Linked DNA regions of Mus musculus: all the other regions are linked to region 3. Evidence: chromatin contacts called from public HiChIP or PLAC-seq and promoter capture Hi-C data. All regions are on one chromosome and are shown on one strand. Each heading gives the region's core, a stretch centred on a gene start, on an enhancer-like site or on the middle of the called end of the contact. The rest is flanking DNA. Distances are from core to core; before and after follow the strand shown. Region 1 overlaps Prkag2 (protein kinase, AMP-activated, gamma 2 non-catalytic subunit). Region 2 holds the start of 1500035N22Rik (RIKEN cDNA 1500035N22 gene). Region 3 overlaps Prkag2 (protein kinase, AMP-activated, gamma 2 non-catalytic subunit).

Evidence for each region. HiChIP or PLAC-seq counts read pairs in DNA pulled down with a chosen protein or histone mark. Capture Hi-C pulls out chosen DNA fragments and counts their contacts.
Region 1: a promoter capture Hi-C map of adipose tissue shows a contact between it and region 3. The contact joins two enhancer-like sites. A contact is called at or near these places in 2 of 39 promoter capture datasets (embryonic stem cells and stem cell-derived epiblast-like cells), 1 of 484 Hi-C or Micro-C datasets (nephron progenitors), 1 of 115 datasets of contacts at active chromatin or transcription factors (embryonic stem cells) and 3 of 9 other capture datasets (adipose tissue, liver and pancreatic islet).
Region 2: an H3K27ac HiChIP or PLAC-seq map of heart atrium shows a contact between it and region 3, with 2.8 times the contacts expected there. The contact joins the promoter of 1500035N22Rik here to the enhancer-like site in region 3. A contact is called at or near these places in 2 of 39 promoter capture datasets (epiblast stem cells and liver), 1 of 484 Hi-C or Micro-C datasets (the G1E-ER4 cell line), 1 of 115 datasets of contacts at active chromatin or transcription factors (heart atrium) and 4 of 9 other capture datasets (adipose tissue, embryonic trunk, liver and 1 more).

The regions. Positions count from the first base shown.
Region 1 is chr5:24,936,229-24,940,745 of GRCm38.p6, reverse strand. All of the region lies in intron 4 of Prkag2 (protein kinase, AMP-activated, gamma 2 non-catalytic subunit), which reads left to right. Among named protein-coding and RNA genes, the nearest start is that of Gm52767, 18 kb to the right of the region's middle. Within about 2 kb of position 2,460, at least 29 of the 459 cell types and tissues checked have an H3K27ac peak or open chromatin away from gene starts, as enhancers often do. A contact at or near this core is called in adipose tissue, where this site is marked.
Region 2 is chr5:24,982,877-24,987,577 of GRCm38.p6, reverse strand. It overlaps 1500035N22Rik (RIKEN cDNA 1500035N22 gene), which reads right to left and starts at 1,736. Exons shown (of 2, transcript NR_166410.1): 1 at 1,542-1,736. All of the region lies in intron 3 of Prkag2 (protein kinase, AMP-activated, gamma 2 non-catalytic subunit), which reads left to right.
Region 3 is chr5:24,868,370-24,872,967 of GRCm38.p6, reverse strand. It overlaps Prkag2 (protein kinase, AMP-activated, gamma 2 non-catalytic subunit), which reads left to right. Exons shown (of 16, transcript NM_145401.2): 12 at 1,309-1,474; 13 at 1,876-1,913; 14 at 3,691-3,837. Among named protein-coding and RNA genes, the nearest start is that of Rheb, 28 kb to the right of the region's middle. Within about 2 kb of position 1,502, at least 69 of the 459 cell types and tissues checked have an H3K27ac peak or open chromatin away from gene starts, as enhancers often do. A contact at or near this core is called in the G1E-ER4 cell line and adipose tissue, where this site is marked.

The DNA.
Region 1 (4,517 bases), core at 1,211-3,710, 67 kb before region 3:
AGTTTTAGGCTACGTTTTCCACTGGTCCCTGCACAGTGGGAGTCCTCAGTCCTGGAACAGAAAAGAAGGCAGAGCCTAAGACAGATGCTCCAACCATTTCTCTGAGTGATGATAACAGGTCTTCATGAATCCTATGTGCACTTGTCTCCAGAATAGCTGAGTGCCAAGGATATACTATATCTCTCTGTCTGTCTGTCTGTCTTTCTTTCTTTCTGTTTCTTTCTCTCTTCCTCCCTCATCCCTTCGTTCCCTTTCTCCATCTCCCCTCCTCTCTCTTTCCTTCTCCCTCTCCCCCTCCCCCATCTTGGAATGGTGGGATTGCAAGTGTGCCCTTACTCCTGGCTTGCTTGATGCCAGGTGTCAGAGTCAGCACCATGTATGTGATGGACAAGCACCGTACCACATGAACAAATCCTTCCTCCCGCCCTGTTTTTCTTCTATCCCCAGAAGCCCACAAGGGAAATCATTTGCTCAGCTGTTTTTCCCTAAATCCCTCTTTCTTGTGGGGCACTGTCCCAGGCACTGAGTACTCAAGTGATTTTGATAATTCCTGCTCTGAAAGTCTCCCCAACAGGAAGAAAGGATCTCCCAGAAAACCAACTCCGGAGCTAAGTCCATCAAGGACTGTTCCTCCTTCCCTCTTTAGGACAAAACTCACACTGAGGGAGGGCTTCTGAACAGGCCATACTCAGCACTGTTTAACCACAGGGATACAAAAACAGAGTAAAGTGGAGACAGAAATTTCCAGGATGGCTTAACTCTTCTACAGAGCCACACAACAGCACACCCTGGGTTAAATCCACCTCAACTGTACCCTCTAACCCTGATAGGAGCTACTGTAGGATCGATCCCCCTTGGATTGTCCATCGTAACTGAGTAGCCCTGCCTACGTTTAGGACATTGGTGTGATACAGAGATGGGGTGCTCCCTGCAGCTTACTATGGCAATCTTCCAACTGTCTCACTGCTGTGGGACGAAACGAGAATGGCTGTCTGCCCTGTCTTGGGCTGGTATTGCCTGCTTCTGCCTCGGACCTTAACTGTGAGTTTCTTGCATAAGAACCTGCCATGGTCATGGGAAACTTTACATTCATATTTATTGCTATATTGTTCACCATAGCAAAGAAATGGAACCAACCTAGGTATCCACCAACAGATGAAAGGATAAGAGAAATGTGGTGGAAATATATGTGGTGGAATTTTTTCCAGCCATGAAGAAAAACAAAATCACTATATTTGCAGGAAGATGGATTGAATGGAAAATTATACGCTAATGAATAAGCCAGACTCAGAAAAAACAAATAGACTCTACTGTGCAGACCCTGGGGTTTAATAGTGTGTGTGTGTCTGTGTGTGTGTGTCTGTGTGTTTGTATGTGTCTGTCTGTGTGTTTGTATGTGCCTGTGTGTGCATGTGAGTGTGTGTATTTATATGTGTGTGTATTTGTCAGTGTGTCTGTCTGTCTGTGTATGTATCTATGTGTATCTGTGAGCGTGTCTGTGTTTGTGAATGTGTATTGGGGTGTGTGTGCACATGTGTTTGTGAGTGTGTGTGTGTCTGTGTGAGTGTGAGTCTGTGTGTGTGGGGGGGTGGTATGTGGGACATGAAACAATCAGGAAAGGGGAAAATGGATGTTGGAGAGGGAGGAAATTGAGGACCAACAGGAGGCAGAGCCTGGGGAGTTGGGGAGAAGCCCAACCAAAAATATGTATGAAAATACCAAAATGAAGCACATCACTTTGTACACTAACTTTTTTTAATTATAAGAGAGAAAGAAGAAAGGGGTGGAGGGAAGATGGGAGAGAATGGAAAAGGAGGGGAAGGGGAAGGGGAAGAGAGAAGGGGAGGGAAGAAGGGGAAGGAGAGAAGGAGAAGGAGGAGGAGGAGGAGGAGGAGGAGGAGGAGGAGGAGGAGGAGGAGAAGGAGAAGGAGAAGGAGAAGGAGAAGGAGAAGGAGAAGGAGAAGGAGAAGGAGAAGGAGAAGGAGGAGAAAGGAGAAGGAGAAGGAGAAGGAGAAGGAGGGGAGGGAGGCTCACAAGCCCAACCAGGGTGGAAGCCAGATGGCAGGGTTACTAAAGGAGTGAGATAGCAAAGCACTGGCCGGGCAGAGAATGTGAGTTGTTGTCTTGCCAGGCTTGCTGTGGAGAGAAGTGAGGGATGCAGGAGGGAGGAGAGGAAGGAGGATGCAGCAATGTGAGTGGTTGGGCCTGTTAGTGAGCTGCAGAAATGTTTATGGTCCTGTACCTAGGACCCCTTACCCCGTGCTTCTGCTGGATGGAGACAGAGCTAGCCTCAGGCTGTGACAAGGACCCAGTAAGATGACTGCACAATCACTCATGAAGGGTTAGCTGCTAGCAAATGTGGAAGCCAGGCTGTGAACCACGGCAACTGGGCTCCACGGCTCTGATCTCTGCCTAATATTCCACTCTCTGAAGACAAATGCTGGGATCCTGCCTCTCCACCCCATGGTGACTCATTCTTAGTTCATAAGCCTAATTCCAGGCTTGGGCCACCCTGTCCCCTGAGAATATCTGGCCTAGCACTTCTTTTTATGACGTTTGACTGGTACCTGCTTATCCTCTCATCTCTTCCCTGTGTTAGCCCATGCTAGAGCCACAGCCCAGCAAAGCCTGAGGGATTTCCATGTGACTTTTTTTCAGAAGTTTACTAATCCCTGGCAAGTCTGTGTCAGAGCTTCCCTTTATACTGGTGTGCAGTTAACTGTGAGCAAGTCCAGTGAGCAGAATGAACCTGGTTCCCAGAAAGACAGGAGACAAGTAGGAGAGCTTTGTGAGAGACCAGGCCCAGCACCGAGTGCAGTGGGCTTGGCCACTGGTCCTGCATCTCAGGAGACCTGGGAGCCTGGCTGCACACGGTGTTGGGGAGCCAAGAGATAGTCTGTGTGATTGGATTTGATGCATGGAGCTCTTCTCCCCTCAGAGGATTAATAAAAGTATGCAAATCACTTCAAAAATGATGGACGGGGCTGGGTGACAAGGTTAGGGAAGATGGCGGCGACTGCTTGTCCCTGGGTAAGAATGGGCTGCATTTGAAGGCAGGGACACAGAGGTCATCATGAACTTGTCACTATCTTCTCTGCATGGTTTTTACAGAAATGTTACTGTTTAAATGTAGAATGTCACTGGGGGTCCTCTGTGGAAAAAGACTTGGCCCACAGAATAGTGTTGTCATTAGGTAGTGCTGCCTTTAAGAGATGGGGCCCTGTGGGACGGTCTTTAGGTCAGTAAGAGCATAAAGAAGAGGGGCCCAGCCTCCTGTCTTCTCCCCATGACATGTAATGTGAGCAAATGATGTGACTCACCACATGCTCCTGTCACAAAAAGCTGCCTTTCCAGGGACTCAAGCAATGACATGGGACCCTCCCAAGCTGTGAGCCAAAACAGTTATAAGGTAATCATCTCAGGGTTTTTGTTTTTGTTTGTTTTTTTTTTTTTTTTTGGTTTTTGGTTTTTGTAGCGATAGAAAGTCAGGCAACACAAGTGCATGTGCTACGTTTGCCTCTAGTGAAAGGATTCCTTTAGGGGCAGGGGATATGATTCAGAGGGTAAAGGACAAGAGTGGGATCCCCAGAACCCACATAGATGTGCTACATAGGTGTGGGGACCCCCACATAATTCCAGCACACAGAAGGCAGAGGTGGGATCCCCCAGGCTAAGCTGGCTAACTAGGCTACTTGTGTGGGCAAGCTTTGAGTTCAGTTGGTAGACCCTGCCTCAAAGAACATGGGAAACAAACGAAGAAGACTCTGGATATCAGCCTTGGGTCTCTACACATGCACACACATGTCCATGCACCTACACACATCTGAATGCGCATGCATGCCATATACACCGGCATGTGCAACAGAAGTTAAAGTAATTTTCTAAAAAGATTTCATTAGCAACAGACTGTAGGGTGGAGTTCATGAAGGAAATGAAGGAAGGAACCAGGAAAGAGAGCAGCAGCCATGAGACAGCCGTGGCTGCGCTGAGGCTGCCTGCACCGAGGCTGCCTGCACGGAGGCTGCAGGGTCCACAGCTTCTGCAGGAAAGCACTAATCTCAAAATCATTGTGTGATAACGTTGGCTGAGCTGGGTGAGTCCGTTATATGTCTCGTGGGGGAGGGGTGAATGCTGCAGGTCTGGGGCCTGAAAGGGCGAGTAGTGCTACCATTCAGTTATCTAGGACAGTACAGTAGGTGAAAGGTAAGCTCTACTAGGTGCTGTTGAGTGATGTTTTTTTTTTCCTGAAGAGATATTAACAAGCATTTCTTCACCACAGACAGCAACAATCAAAGACCAAAGAAACCACTACACCCACGTCTAGCTGAGTAAACTATTGAGTTTATTGAGGGTACTCATAGAAGCATGGGTGACTCAAGGCAGTCACATCACTGGAAGGTCACTGGGCACAAGAATGACTCAAGAAAGCTGCACTCTGGACAGGCAGCTAAAGGAGAAGCAATTTTACCTCTTTACCTTAGGAGCTGGTCCTGTGAGTCTTGTAACTTTCAGGAGCT
Region 2 (4,701 bases), core at 487-2,986, 110 kb before region 3:
GAGAGAGAGAGAGAGAGAGAGAGAGAGAGAGAGAGAGAGAGAGAAGGAAGGAGGGAGAGGGAGGGGGAGAGAGGGAGAGAAGGAGAGGGAGGGAGGGAGAGGGAGGGAGAGAGAGAGAGGGAGAGAGGAAGAGGGAGGGAGAGAGACAGAGAGACAGAGAGAGAGAGACAGAGAGACAGAGAGAGAGAGCAGAGGAACAGGGCAGTAGGAGTTCTTTAGAATGTAGACTAGCAGTGGAGAAAGCAACCCTAAGATGGGAGAAAATGACCCTGCACCCTCATCTCTCACACTCAGACAGGATGCTCTGTGGCTGAAAGCTTGGTGGAGGAGGACATGAAAATATTCCACCAGCAAGAGGCAGCCCTGACCTTGATTTTTCAGGACAGGACAGATGGTGACATTTAGAGAAAGAGAAGCAGCTTCATCCTGGGGAGCTACCCACAGCCTGGGCTGTGTGAGGGCCTGAGGAATCTAGCCTTGGGGGCCTCAGACCCCTTCCTCTGCAGTCTCCCTCCCTGAAGCAGGGTCCACTCCCCTCCAATGGGCTTTCTAGGAAGGAGCCTCCCTGTGCCGTGGGGACGAAAACTCTTGGAAGTTAAAGAAAGGTAAAGACAACAGGGGAGCGATGGGTGTTGCTGCTAATACTGAGGGTCATTTTAGATCTTTTGTTTAGTTTTTGTGATGCTGGGGATAGAGCCAGTCCCCGAGACCCCTGAGGCCCATGGAAACATCCACAGAAGCCAGTCTTTGTCTGCCCCACCTGCGTTACCTTTCTTCTCCCTGGAAACAAGAGCCAAGCTTCTGCCTGATCTCTCCTTTCTCCTCTGCCTCCTGAGCAGCCTGGCATTCCTTGTCATGCCGCTCCCCCCCCCATGGCTGTGACACACCCCCTCCTCTGGGGGACTGTAATACACTGTCTTTCCAGAGGAAGCTCATCCCCTGACCTCACTACCCCGAGTCATTAGAAAACTACATTTTAAAACACATTTCCCACTGCCTGTAAACCTAGACATTAATTGTCCTGGCTTCTTTTTTTTTTTTTTTTTTACACTTTGAGTGCAGCGTTGTCTCAGGGAGCTCGGCAGGCCACAGTCTACATAGGACACAGATCATACACCCAGCCTTTGAGGATGGCACGCTCAGTCTCCAGGTTCCTTCTCATCTGCTGGGCTCAGTCTGGGGCCCCTGGTGGTAGGTGCACACAGAGGCAGCCTTAAAAGGTAGGCAGCCTAGGGTGGGGATGTAGATCAGTAGGTAGATAAAAAGTGTGCACAAAGACTTGGATTCCATTCCCAGCACTATATAATTATGATTGCTCATGCCTGTAATCCCAGCACTCGAGAGACAAAATAGCGAGATCAAGACTTCAAGGTATCCTTGGCTACAGAGTGAGTTTGAGCCTACAGGAGACCCTGACTCAACAAACCAACACTGACAGCCCATTCCAATCCCCTGCCTGCTACCCTGGGCCCAGGCAGTGCATGCCAGCCTGCCTCTGCCTATTGTCTAAGAGCTGCACAAATGTAGGACTCTCTCCTCACCTGTGATTGAGCTTGGCACCCATTCCCAGTCAGCTCTTCTCACGGTTCCTAGTTTGTATAGTCTCTGCTTCCTAGCACACTCAGCCTCAGCCTGCCCATGGCACTGCACGCCATGAGGACAGGAGCCAGGAACCCCCAAGAACAGGGCCGCTCCATCCTCCAGGGCTGCATTTCTGTCAGGATTTCTCTGTGACTGGGAACCGGAGCGGCACTGGGTTTGTAGCCACTTGCCGTTGCTATAGCAACCCCTGACTTACACCAGCTACACACTAAAAATAGATCATCTTGCCCCTAATATAGAAAAATGAAGGAAAATGAGAGCAGGCAGGACCCTTCCCATCCAGTTATGCGCTGATGCAGCGGCTGGGTCTCTGTATGCGCGCACCCACTCAAGAGTAGAAAGAACAGGATGGAGGGGACACACTAGAGTGTCCTCAGAACTGCTGTGGCCTGGCTCTTCCCCATGTAGAGGCCTCAGCTGTCCTTTGTTCTGAACTAAAGCATTCAATAGTAAAGCACAGTTTACCCAAGGCGGGTTGTATGTTCCAGACAGCCTCTTCATGTACCCCAGGCTAGCCCTACCCTCACATCCATCTCCTGAGTTCTAGTCTTGCTGACGGGCACCCTCCACCTGGCCTGTTCAGCTTTTCAGTCTTACTTCTTCTGTGGGTTGTGTTTTTTGGAAGGTAGGGCTGCTGTCGTTTGCAGAACAGACAGCGTGAGAGCTCCTAGCGACAGCATCTGAAGTACTGAATTGCTTGGGAACGCTGTGACACAAGTGTTCCCCAGGAGTGAGCCTGGGGAAGGAGAACCTTCAGGTACTTGAAGGACCACCCATCCTCCTGGGGAGGAAGTACTGTGGGAAGACAGACCTCACCACTCTAGGACCAGCTCCTCCCTGGGATAGCAATGGCTCTCGATGCATTCGATCACGTTGTCCGAATCATGAAAGTTCAAAAACATTTCAAAATGCTTGAAGATTGTTCTGGAAGGGGTTGTGCAGGAAAGAATTGGGACCTGTCCCTACGGAGTCCGAATTGTGGCTGTCTGCCTGTCGTATCTGAGACTTGTTGATGGCATTTCCTGTGGTGGAATGAGTCTGTGTCCCCCTGAACAGCTGTCTGCACACAGTGGGTGCACTGTAGCCTTCCTTGTTCTTGGGAGCTGTTTTGTTTGTTTGTTTGTTTGTTTGTTTGTTTTTAAGGTGATGGGAGATGTGTGTGGGGCTTCTCAGAGCCCCTGGCTCTGCCATGGGGCTGAAGTGGTAGTGGACATTTGTGAATATGTAGAGCTATGCTTGGAATGTGGTGACTTGCATGTTAAGACGAGGACCTCTGCCCATAAGCCAGGGACAGCCAGGAGGGGCTGGGGGGCTTGGATTTGGGCCTTTGTGGGAAAGCCCACTGCCAGGAACCAGTGGGGAGACACCCTCCGCTTCTCCCATCCCCCATCTCTTCCTCCTCCTCCTCCTCTTCCTCTCTCCTTTCTCTCCTTCCTCCTCCTCTTCCTTTTCCTTCCTCTCTGTATCCCCCACCTTTATCCTCTTCTCCCTCTTCTCTCCTCTCTTCTCCTCCTTTTCTTCTTCATTCTCTTTCTTCCTCTTCTTTCCCCTCCTGTCCTTCCCCCCTTCCCTCTCCCTTCTCCTCTAACTTCCTTTTTGTGACCAACAGATAAAACTTTTTTTTCATCATCTGGAGCTGCACAGCTTGAGAGAATTAAGCACATGCTCATTATGATGCCAGCTCGCCCCCCACCCCCCATCCCTCTTCCACTCTCAGAATTCATCTTCCCAAACTGCCTTTATCACACAATGATCCTTCCCATCTCTGGCACCCCTCAGTCTACTGTCTCTATGAATCTGATCATTCTGGGGCCCTCACAGAATGAAATTGAGCCGTGTGTTTCTCTCCATCTCTTCTGTCCGATGCCCTTAGGTCCTTGTGGGCCACAGTACATATCTGTGCTGTGTCAGGTCTTCCTGAGCTGTGCTGGGTTTCTCCCATGCTTTTGGAGGCTCCCCCATGCTCTCATACCTTCCACACACCCTTGAAAGGCTGCGTAATATTTTGCCATTTGGAGACCCCTTTTGTACATTCAGTCATGTGTCACAGAATATCTGAGCTGTGTCCCCTGTGACACCAGCCTCCCTCCAGATGTGATGAAGCAGCTGTTGTCCCTGTCCTCTCAGCCTGGGACTGGGCACAGAGCAGCCAGCTCACTTCCTTGCAGTGAGGGCATTAGGTCTCTGCTAATGGTGGGCACCACATCCCCACACAGCCTCGCTCAGCGCCCCCTGGTGGATCTAAGCCAGGGGTGCTGCACTCCTGCCAGCCAGAGACACCACAGCCCACAGGACTCACTGCATACTTAAGTACCTGACCTCAGACAGCCCAACTGAAGGTTCTGGGGCACAGATGGACATAACACCCCCTACAGTCTGGTGTGGAAAGCCGATGTCCAAGCTGCTCTGCTTTGCAGTCCCATGCAACCCTCTGTCACACTGTCTCCTTCAAGACCCTAGCACCTAAGTGTGAGTCAGTAAGCCAGGCACACACCCAAGCTCATGCAGGCTCTACAGTACAGGGGACATCATAGAAAAGGTCCTTAGAGAAAAGGAGCCCAGGACAGTTCCCAGGAAGGAAGATGTGCAACTCACAGGCACCATCGGGCAAGGACCAACCCCAATCACCAAGGGCCTGCAAGCTTCCCAGTCCACAGGTTCTAAGCAGCTGGCCCACAGGTGCTGTAAGGGACAGCAGGGTCAAGCAGCCATCAGAGCCCTGGGTCAGTCTGTAGTTCAGAGAAGTGCATCTTGTAGTTTCCAGAAGTGAAACAAACAGGAACGATCTAACATCAGATTGAGTTCAGGTGAGCAAATGTAACTCGAGTCATAAAGACTGACTCCAGCTAGGGAACGGGCTCAGTTAGGAGGCTGCTAACTGTGCAAGTGTGAGGACTCAAGTTCAATCCCCATCCCCAGTTTAAAGAGCTGGGAGAGCGTGTTGCTACACACTTATGGGAAAGCAGAAACAGGAGAATTCCTAGTGCTTACTGGCCAGACCAGTTTAGCCAAAACAGCAAGCTCTGGAGCAATGCTGTCTGGAAAGATAAGGTGGACGGCCCCTGAGGAACACAACCCAAGGCTGACCTCCGGCCTCCA
Region 3 (4,598 bases), core at 253-2,752:
CTAAAGAAGAGCGAGCAAGGAGTATTGTCCGTCAGTTGGTAATGGGGAGTGTAGAAGCGTTCTTTATTGAGACATCTCAGGAACCAAGGGTTTAGGCAGAGGGGCAGGTGCTCAAGGCCCACGGTTGCTAGGCTGGTGGCTCAGCCTCTGGAGCCCATGTGTGACAGCTGGCCACTGGCAGGCACTGTGCTGGGGGCTTTGCATGAGGTGTCCTTACGCAACGAAGTCCCCTGGTGCTGTTAGCACTTATTCATGGTGTCACTCATCTAATCTGAAGAGAAGGAAGTTGCCTTAATTTGGGCAAATATGGCAGGTAGAAACTTGCAGCCAGAATATTCAGCCAGGAGTTCTCAGATAGAAAAAAAAATACATATTTTTAAATAAACAAACACGATGGCCTGATTTTTACTGGACCAGGATCGTTCTGGGGAAGGGTAGTGATACCCTCCCCAGCATGCAAAAGGCAGGCAGTGAAGCGGGGATTTCTGTGGTGAGATGGATTAGGTGACCTAATAGGTCTCTCTCTCTCTCTTTTTTTTTCTCTAAATTTCTAGGAGTCTCATGATTTGAATATTGATGAACTCTTTGACTTGAACATTTTGTTTCTTCTAATTGTTCATCTTTTCCTGATAATTATAAGGTACACCAGGAAGATGGCATCAACTCTGCCCTTTATAAAAGGTGGATCTTTGAAACCATAGACATTTTTCTGTTGTAGTCCAGCCTGATCCTAGACTTTCTGCAGTTTACCCCTCCTCCTCTGAGGTAGTAAGAAAAGGGAAGTGCATTTTCAAAGGTCTGTCTGCTTTGTTCAGCCGGCCTGTTCTTTGTTAATAGTGAGAAATTGGGTCCATCCGGGAAGCGTGCGGTCATTGGAGGTGGGAACAAGGAGCAGCTTAGTCGTAGCCAGTCAGGCCTAGGATCTGCAAACACACAGGGCTTCCTGTCGCTTCAGATCCCAGGGCTGAATAGAAATCACCTAAGAATAAAGGGGTCACTCAGTGCTGGCTTTCAGGTCTTAGTTTCCCAGACAAACCTGTCGATCTCATCTTCCTACGGTTTTGGTTCAAAGAGAAGGGAAACTGAATATCTAGAATCGCTTCTTATACAAAGACAACGTGTGGTTAGCTGGTTTGAGAGAGACAGTTCTGATGGATAACACTTTCATGACAATGAGACACCAAGCTAACTGTTAGGAAAGACTTGCCTTTAATTTGTTGAACATAGTTCTTCATTCAGATCTGGATGTATGCACACTGAGAGGTCATGCTAGGGTTCTAGAACATTCTCACGTCTCTTCTTGCTCAGATGTCTGACATGCCAAAGCCTGCCTTCATGAAGCAGAACCTGGATGAGCTTGGAATCGGAACGTACCACAATATTGCCTTCATTCACCCAGACACTCCCATCATCAAAGCCTTGAACATCTTCGTGGAGAGACGGATATCCGCATTGCCTGTGGTGGATGAGTCAGGTCTGTGAGGCCACGCCTGCTCCTGGGCCTGGATGAGTGGGAAGTGAGCGAGCAGACAGCGGAGGAGGAGCGAGTGCTGGGCTGCGGCTCAGTAGTCATCAGTCAGGAAAATAACTTTAAGCAGGCTCCGTTTTCAGTTTACATCAAAATACCCTCTCCTGCTTACTTCTAAACAAGCCCGTTTGTTTTACTGAACACTGTTATCCACAGTAGTTACCTAGTTAAGACTGAGATAGATTAGATAGATAGATAGATAGATAGATAGATAGATAGATAGATAGATAGATAGGTAGCTAGGTAGATAGGTAGATAGGTAAGTAGATAGGTAGATAGGTAGATAGATAGATTTTTTTTCATTACTGTTCCTAAAATGTTTTTCTAACATATGTTTTCATTTTTAGGAAAAGTTGTAGATATTTATTCCAAGTTTGATGTAATTGTAAGTATTTTTTTCATGTTTTTAAGCCTGTCATTCAGAATGCATTTTAAAACAAATGAAAACTTAAAATACATTAAGTTGTTTATTCCATGATGTAATAATTCCTGACCTTTCCAGTGAAAGTCTTGGAGAATTTCAGTCTCCTCTCAGGGGAGCTATATCTGATAATATTGCTTTACCAGTGAGCCGTGTGTACATCTGTGATGGTCTTTACTCGGGCACTCTGATGGGAGCTCGTTGTCTCCGTCCCTACAGCCCGTGAGCCTTATTTGACCACATTTCTTTTGGGGTTGCTCTGCCGATGGGGGTGCTCAGTGAACACATGAGCTGGGCCCTCATCAGTGCAGATTCCTGCTCAGGTTGGGAGACACTGACCTAAGAAGACAGCCAGGAGACTAAGATCTAGGCCCTAGTCTCCCGCGGTTCTTAAAGCCAAGCACGTCGTGACTGCTGACCTGAGTCCCCTCACTGGTGCCTTTGCCTTTAACACTGGCTGCCCACTCATCTTTAAGATAGTTTTTGAGTTTCATACTGTGTCCAAGAAAGGGAAACTGGTTTGATAGCGGAAACGGACACACATTTTGCTACAGTTTTGACCCTGCCACTAATTATGGTTTTGCAGCTGTTTTTCGGTTCAACCAAAAATAATTTCATTAATCCAGAAATCTTTTCATTAGAACCTTGGATGAATGGACCCACTAAAATCGGTGGGGGTCATGGGAGACTCCGTGGATTTCTGGTCTTCTTGATGTTAACAAGTCCCATACTTCCCGAATAGCTCTGGGAACCCACTGGGAGACTCTGATGCAGGCGCCCTCCCTCTGAGGCATGTCAGCCTCGGCAGATGTCAGTCCATTTCTCAAGAGACACTGCTTATGTGGGGTGTAGAGCCTCCATGGACAAGAGTGGGAGGAGCCTGGCAGAAAATACTTGTTGCAGGAAATATTAAAAAAAATAGAACTGGCACGGTCCAGAGCTTGTGCCTCTGCTCCGGCGGCCTGACCCGCTATGCACTGGCAGGCAATGGCCGACCTGTTTTTATCTCATGGAGACTCTGACTCTGAACTCCACAATCTCTCCACCCAGCTTGCTAGGTTCCCACTGGCAGGTCGTTACCATGCCAACCACGTACTTCAACCCGCCTACTCACCCAGTGATTGGCTCCTTTTTTCATTAGGGGATTGGTTCACAAGAACAGCATCAGGCCCCTCCACAACAGACACTCTCAAAATGTAACCTGTCAGAGATTAACAGTACATGATGTGAGTCTCGAGGACCAGAGTTCAGATGTCAGTGTTGAGGGTTCACAAACACCCGTACCTCCAGCTTCAAGGGACAGAATGGCCTTTTCCAGCCTCCATGGGTACTGCACATGCATATACTCATACTCACAGAGACATGCATGTGTGTGTGCATGCACACAGGCATAAGTAAAGGAAAATCTCTTTAAATATACAAAACAGCATGACTCAAAATTTAAAAAGGGAGTGGGGGAGAGGTTTAGGGTGTAACTCAGTGGTAGAGCACCTGCCAAGTTTGCATAAAATACTGGGTTCAGTTCCCCACCCTAACAACATAACCACAAATGAACATTTCCGTAATCAAGGTTCACCTAAGAATGTGACTGAGTTTAGTGAGGTAACCATGCTGAAGGCATGATGCTAGCTGGGAAGAGAACTCGGCATGCCAGATTCTACAGTTAATGTTTTTAAAAATCAGCTCACTTATTCATGCAAATGGAAGTGATGGACGTAGTTTTTTCTTATGACTCTTACAGAATCTTGCTGCTGAGAAAACGTACAATAACTTGGACATCACAGTGACCCAGGCCCTGCAGCACCGCTCGCAGTATTTTGAGGGTGTGGTGAAGTGCAGTAAGCTGGAAACACTGGAGACCATCGTGGACAGGATAGTGAGAGCCGAGGTGAGGGACCGCAGCCCAGCACTCAGAGCAAGTCATGAGTAGACGCCTTGGGAGGCTGCGACCCAGCCGGGCCGTGGGGGTGGGGAGGCAGGCCACGGGTTCTGTACAATGGGAGTGGGTTCACGGCATTCTGAACCCCAGAATAGTGTTTGATACACAGATGGGAAGGCTTGCTGAGTTGAGTTTTATGAGGTTTTGTGAGTGGAAAATATTGGCAAGATACTTTCATAGAAAAAAAAGGGAACACTTGAAAACCAAGAGCTGCTTGGGGGGCTTTTAGTCACTGCATCCTGTCAGAGCATCTGGGACATTAAAGGAAAAATGTATCATGTTATTTTAACAAAATGAATGATAATAAGATAAAACAAAACTCTGATATCATGTGTGTGTGATCTCAAATGTTTGCCCGTGTGTGTGTGTGTGTGTGTGTGTGTGTGTGTGTGATCTCAAATGTTTGCGTGTGTGTGTGTGTGTGTGTGTGTGTATGTGTGTGTGATCTCAAATGTTTGCCCATGTGTGTGTGTGTGTGTGAGAGTGATCTCAAATGTTTGCGTGTGTGTGTGTGATCTCAAATGTTTGCCCGTGTGTGTGTGTGTGTGTGTGTGTGTGTGTGTGTGTGTGTGTGTGTGTGTGTGTGTGTGTGAGTGATCTCAAATGTTTGTCCATGTGTCCACATACAAGCCCTGCACTCCCCTGCACTTAAGGGCTTGTGGGATGTTCCAGTGTACCTGCACAGAGTTACCAGGAAGGAGGGGAGGGGC